Linked DNA regions of Bos taurus: region 2 is linked to region 1. A link is a contact called in public Hi-C data. All regions are on one chromosome and are shown on one strand. The core of a region is the stretch at or near the end of the contact, and the rest is flanking DNA. Distances in the headings are between cores, read along the strand shown. Region 1 has its middle 48 kb from the start of AFF1. Region 2 holds the start of AFF1 (ALF transcription elongation factor 1).

Region 1 (2,872 bases), core at 136-2,635:
CCCCATGCCTCAGAGCAACTGACTGAACCATAACTACTGAACCCACATGTGGCAACTAGAGCTGGCGCTCCACAATGAAAGATCCTGAACGATGCAACGAAGATCCTGTGTGCCACATCTAAGACCCAACAGCCAAATAAATGAAATAATTTTTTTTAATGTAAAGCAGGTAAGATTCCAACGTGGCTCTATTTTAAAAATAGAGTAATGCTGTACAGCCAAAAAAAAAAAGGAAGCTTAAGCAAGACAGGTGATCACTTTGGGCAAATTAAGCTCTACCAGCCTCAGTGCTCCCACCTGTAAAATGGAAAAATGGCCTATTTTACAGAGTCACCAAGAACAGTGCTTTATAAATCTAGCTAAAATGCCCCGCACACTGACACATCATGGACATTCAGTACACAGCAGTTCTTATTTAAGTCAGCAATGTCGATCTTACCTTTTATGTAACTGACACAGACTGTTTCATGTAGACATGCACTCTGTCAGATCTATTTAAGTGACCCTTCCACAGTCCTTTCAGCCTCTTGCAATGCAAATTTATTCAGAAATAAAAATGTCACATACATCAAACTGCTTTTTCTCCCCAAAATAGAAGGAAAAACATTTCAAGTAAAAAAAAAAGTTGTTGTTTTTTTTTTTTTGAAGTTTTACAGACACTCACACCATACACATATATAATTACAAGGAAAGAAGAAGAGGAATACAAAAAAAAAGACTCAGGATATTTTCAAATATTCTGTTTTAGGGTGGTTTTTTTTTTTTTACATTTTATTTATATTTTAAATTTATTTTTAATTGGAGTATAATTGCTTTACAATACTGTGTTGGTTTCCGCCATGTATCAGCATGAATCAGCCATAGGTATATGTATGTCCCCTCCCTCATGAACCTCCCTCCGGTTTTAGGCCATTAAGTGCTTCCAAATCTAGCACAGTCCTGGGAACCTACTCTCAGGGGCCTTTGCGATGATGTGCTGGTTTATAGGCCTGCTTTGCAACCTCCTAGCTATATGACCTCAAGGTCTCAGCCTTCTTATCATTAACATGGAGCTTCCTGGGGGTTGCTGGAGGGTTAAATGAAATGGGTGTCATATTTTTAGCACAATGCCAAGCTCATGGTGAACATTCAATAGTAGTAGCTGTTCTGGTTATTTTTCTGCCAACCAAAGTACATGTTCAAGACAATCCATACATTAGAGAAGCGTTTCTACTGGACAAACAGCTGCTAAGTAGGTCTCAAAGCCCCATGACCATGACCCAGTTTCCAGAGAATATGAGGAAAACAACTGCCCAGAGGCCTGAGGATGTCTGGTCTGGTCTGGTCCCTGGTCAGCTTGCCTTCCCCTTTTCCACACATACCCTCCAGGAATAACAGCCTCTTGGTAACTGGCAATGTGTCAGCGGTGAGTCATGGGTCATACACTGTTTTCATCTGAATTCTCCAGAACTCTACCCCAAGCAGTTCATACTCTCAGGGCCCCCAACTGACATGATCGCCTACAGTTCCTTTAGCTCTCCAGTGCCACATGAAGCCCTCAGGACATTCATAATGTAACACGATTTCCCCAACGACCTCTTCTCCATTTCAAACCCTCTGTTTCAAGGCGGACACCGCCTTGAACAAGGTTCAGGCCCCAAACTCAAGTCCACATCCCACAGCCTGTTAGCTCCCTCCCATCGTTCAGCTCAAATAACACGTTCTCCAAGAGCCCTCCCTGAATGCAGCTGCAAATGTAGCACTGATGTGCCTGCAGCCAACCCATGCGCTATTTCATTATATTCTATATGGGTTCAGAATGTGTCTAGCTGCAAGTAATAATTGTTTAATTAACAGTGGCTTCTAATATTTCTGGACTCCCCTGGTGGCTTATTGCTAAAGAACCCACCCGCCAATGCAGGAGATGTGGGTTCAATCCCTAGGTTGGGAATATCCCCTGGAGAAGGAAATGGCAACCCACTCCAGTATTCTTGCCTGGAAAATCCCATGGGCAGAGGAGCCTGGTGCGAGCTACCATCCATGGGGTTGCAAAGAGTCAGACATGATTTGGCGACTAAACAACAATTTCTCCAGACCTTGATGCTGGGAAAGATTGAAGGCAAAAGGGGAAGAGGGCGGCAGAGAACAAGGCGGTTAGATAGCATCACCAGCTCAATGGATATGAATCTAAGCAAAGTCCGGGAGATAGTGAAGGACAGCGAAGCCTGGGGTGCTGCAATCCACAGTCAAACACAACTTAGAGATTGAACAACAGCAACAATAGCAAGTCTAAAGGAAGGTGGCTAGTGGTATAATTTTAGCCATACAATGAGGCCATTTGGAACTCTGGCTCTTCCTGCTCGGCCACATTTAGCGTGCTGTCTTTAGGCACATCATCTCTTTGTACAAAAAGGTTGCTGGTCATAACCAGACATCTTTTCAACATGCCAAGCAGGAGGAAGATGGGAGGAGGAAGGTGTGGCTATGTCAGCCACATCAGGAAAGTCCTTCCCCAAACCTTTACTACCTGAAAACCAAAACGAGGTCACATGGCCTCCTCCAGCTTCAGAGGAAACAGGTAAATCAAGATACAAATTGTTATCACTGGCTGAGAACAAACATGATCTGTCACCTAAGGCTGCGCCCAGTTTAATCGCATGCATAATCAAGGTTCTCTTAGCAACAAAAAATGGGAATGAGCACTGGGGAGGAAAAGAACAGTGTTGGCCATGCTTATCTTTTCACAGTACTTACACTATCTGAAATTGAAGTGAAGTCAAGTCACTCAGTCGTGTCTGACTCTTTTCGACTCCATGGACTGTAGCCTACCAGGCTCCTCTGTCCCTGGGATTCTCCAGGCAGGAATACTGGAGTGGGTTGCCATTTCCTTTTC
Region 2 (2,712 bases), core at 186-2,685, 48 kb before region 1:
GACCCTTCGGGCAGTTTACATTTCAGTCAAGACTAGTAAAAATCAAGATGCAACTGTAGTTTCTCAGCAAAGTTTTCCTACAACACGGCCCCAAGAATCTCCTTCTTAGAAAAACCAATAAAATGGGGGCAGGAGATAAACCACTGAGAGGAGAGGATTAATTATATACAGAGCATATAGGAGACACTCTATAGAGTGAAGTTCTCTTCCTATGAAGTTCTATCTCTTAGGAAAAAAAATGTAAACTCATCAAGCCTACCCTTCAACAGGAAAGCATCTATTTCTCTGACATATCTGGGTCTTCAGACCCGACTTGTGTTTAGCCTTGTAAGGTTCCCCCAAATGACTCTACGACCTCAAAAAGCAACTTGAGGAGCCCTCCAATTATTTTAAACGTGACACCAAAGGACTTTCTAATAAAACTGAAAGTTAAAAAAGACGGCATATCTAAGTTCTTAAGCCTCCTTTAGCCCCAACTGCTGTCACTACTAAAATGACAGCCACACAGCAGTCTGAATCTCATAATCACTGACGCCTTGTCATCGCTCTTAAAGGCTCATTTACCAAAAGGAAAAAAAAGAAGAGGTAACAAACCAGGGAAAGTCAGAGCTGGAGGTTCTTACTATAGCGTTCCTCTGACAGCAACTGCTGTTCATTATCCTCTCCCTTCACCAACGCCGGTACATTCCCGGTCTTTGCCTACTCAGCAGATTCACGAAAGCTGTGCCGTTTTATGTGCGATCGTACGTTTTGGCAGTAAAATTTCCAGTTACTTACCTGGCAAATTCTCAACCACCAACCCCCAAGGCGAACTGTTTCGCGTTAATTGATTTCCAAAATGCTGCTCAAGGCATTACCAGAGGGAGGGGGGAAAAAATCAGGAGAACCTAAATGAGGTGCACAAAGAAACTAAAGGACGATTTGGGCAAAGGCAGACAGGTTAAGCCAACTTGATCTCCCTGAAAATAATTATGGGGGTTGGGGGGCGGCCAGAGAAGAGAAATCTAACTTGAACCTTAACTTTAACTCGACCCCTCTTCCTGTCCTCTGCAGAAATGGTCTAGTACGTCCTCCAGACTTTTTTTTTTTTTACTTTTAAATCTGACATAAATAACGATGAGAAAGCAATGACAAAGCTGCTTCCTGCCCGTCTTCTTCACGGTACCCCAACCCTTCCTCTGCAACCTTCCATCCCCCTCGCCACTCACACACATTTGGAAAAGTTTCTCAGTGCCTGCCTTACCTTGACTGGGCTGCCATAATTCAGTCTGTAGAGCTCAAGGTCTGCCGTCCATCAGCGCCTCCAAGCCGCGGCCCTCCTGCCGGCGCCGCGCTCACCATTTGCCGGGGCCGGGCGGGGACGATTCCCCAGCGCGACTCCCCGAGGTGACGGGACTACCTGCTCCTGGAGCCCGGCCGTCCTCAGCGCAGCCTCCGGCTCCGAGCGTATTGGCTCGCGCTAATCCTGATAGACATCCGGGCACTGGGGCCTCTGCAGGCGCGCTCCACTCCGGACCGGCCGGGGGAGCGTCGCGTCCGAAGCCCACAGCGACCGCGATCCCTGCGGGCGACTCCGGAGGAAGGGACGCCTCGAGGGCTCCCTCGGCGCCGAGCCCACCAAAGCGCAGCTCCCGCCAAGCAGCGCTGGCACGCCGGCTCGCGTTAGCAGGGTAAAGAAAACCGTCCTTGGGCTCACCTCGAGGTGTCCGAGTTCGCCCGGACACCCCCGCCCACAAAGTTCTGGTGGTACGGCCCGACTCCTTAAAAGGGCAGGGCGCTCGGCCCGGCGAGCCCGAGGCTGCGCCGGGCGGGGGCGCCGAGCTCCGAGCGCCGACGCAGCCCAGCTGGCCCGCTCGCAGCCGAGCCCCGCCTGCAGGCTCCTGGCGACCGCTCTCCTGCCAAGGTTTTAGCAATGTACACACACGGCCGGAACACGCAGTACCCCGACGCTCCGAACTCCAGCCCCGGTTTGAATCGGTGTTGAATATTGGGGCCCCAGAACCTGAAGTGAACTAGGAATTAAAAACCAAAAAACACAGCAGCAGACCAAGTTCTCTACTTTTGATCGTGCCAACGCTTACAGTCAGGAAATGTGTGACTACCGCACACTTGTTAGACTTTGTTGGCTTTCAGTTTTGATTTCGTTTCACTGAAACAAATGTTTACAAAACGCCCTCTCTGTTACTGGACAACATGCAGACACGAAAAGGCAACAGCAACTCGTTTGGCACCGAAAGACGTCATTAAGGAACTGACCAGTTTTTAGAAAATAACTTAGCATGCAAGCCGACAATATATTAAACGCTATAATTACAAACGAAACCGTGTCCTACTGGGGGGACCAGGGAAGGCATTTAAACTCTGCCTAGAGCTAAGCAAGAGACAACGTCGCCAAACAGGAGGAAAGGTGGGCTTCAGCATCTCACTGGAGACCAGCAGCACGCTGTCGGGGGCTGAAAACTTAAATGCATGTCCCCCTGCCGCCTAGAATCATGACGATGTCACAAAACTCGCAGAGCTACTCCAGACTGTATTACTAAGGAGCCATGGACAGAGAAATGTTGACATCTGCCTGAAAACTGCAAGGCTGTGGGGTGGGGGCTGATGGGGTAGGAGGAAGGCACAAAAGCATCTTTATAGTGGTTCTCAAAGTGTGATTCGTGGTCTCCCGGGAGTCCCTGAGACCTTCTCAAAGGTCACAGCTATTTTTAG

Evidence for each region. A called contact is a pair of places that touch in the nucleus more often than the background predicts.
Region 2: a Hi-C map of an unstated tissue shows a contact between it and region 1, with 2.1 times the contacts expected there. The contact joins the promoter of AFF1 here to the enhancer-like site in region 1. A contact is called at or near these places in 2 of 11 Hi-C or Micro-C datasets (skeletal muscle and an unstated tissue).

Annotation. Positions count from the first base shown.
Region 1 is chr6:101,859,149-101,862,020 of ARS-UCD2.0, reverse strand. It overlaps a transcript of AFF1 not described here. Among named protein-coding and RNA genes, the nearest start is that of AFF1, 48 kb to the left of the region's middle. Within about 2 kb of position 1,385, at least 22 of the 102 cell types and tissues checked have an H3K27ac peak or open chromatin away from gene starts, as enhancers often do.
Region 2 is chr6:101,907,311-101,910,022 of ARS-UCD2.0, reverse strand. It overlaps AFF1 (ALF transcription elongation factor 1), which reads right to left and starts at 1,435. Exons shown (of 21, transcript NM_001191525.3): 1 at 1,244-1,435. The coding sequence starts at 1,260.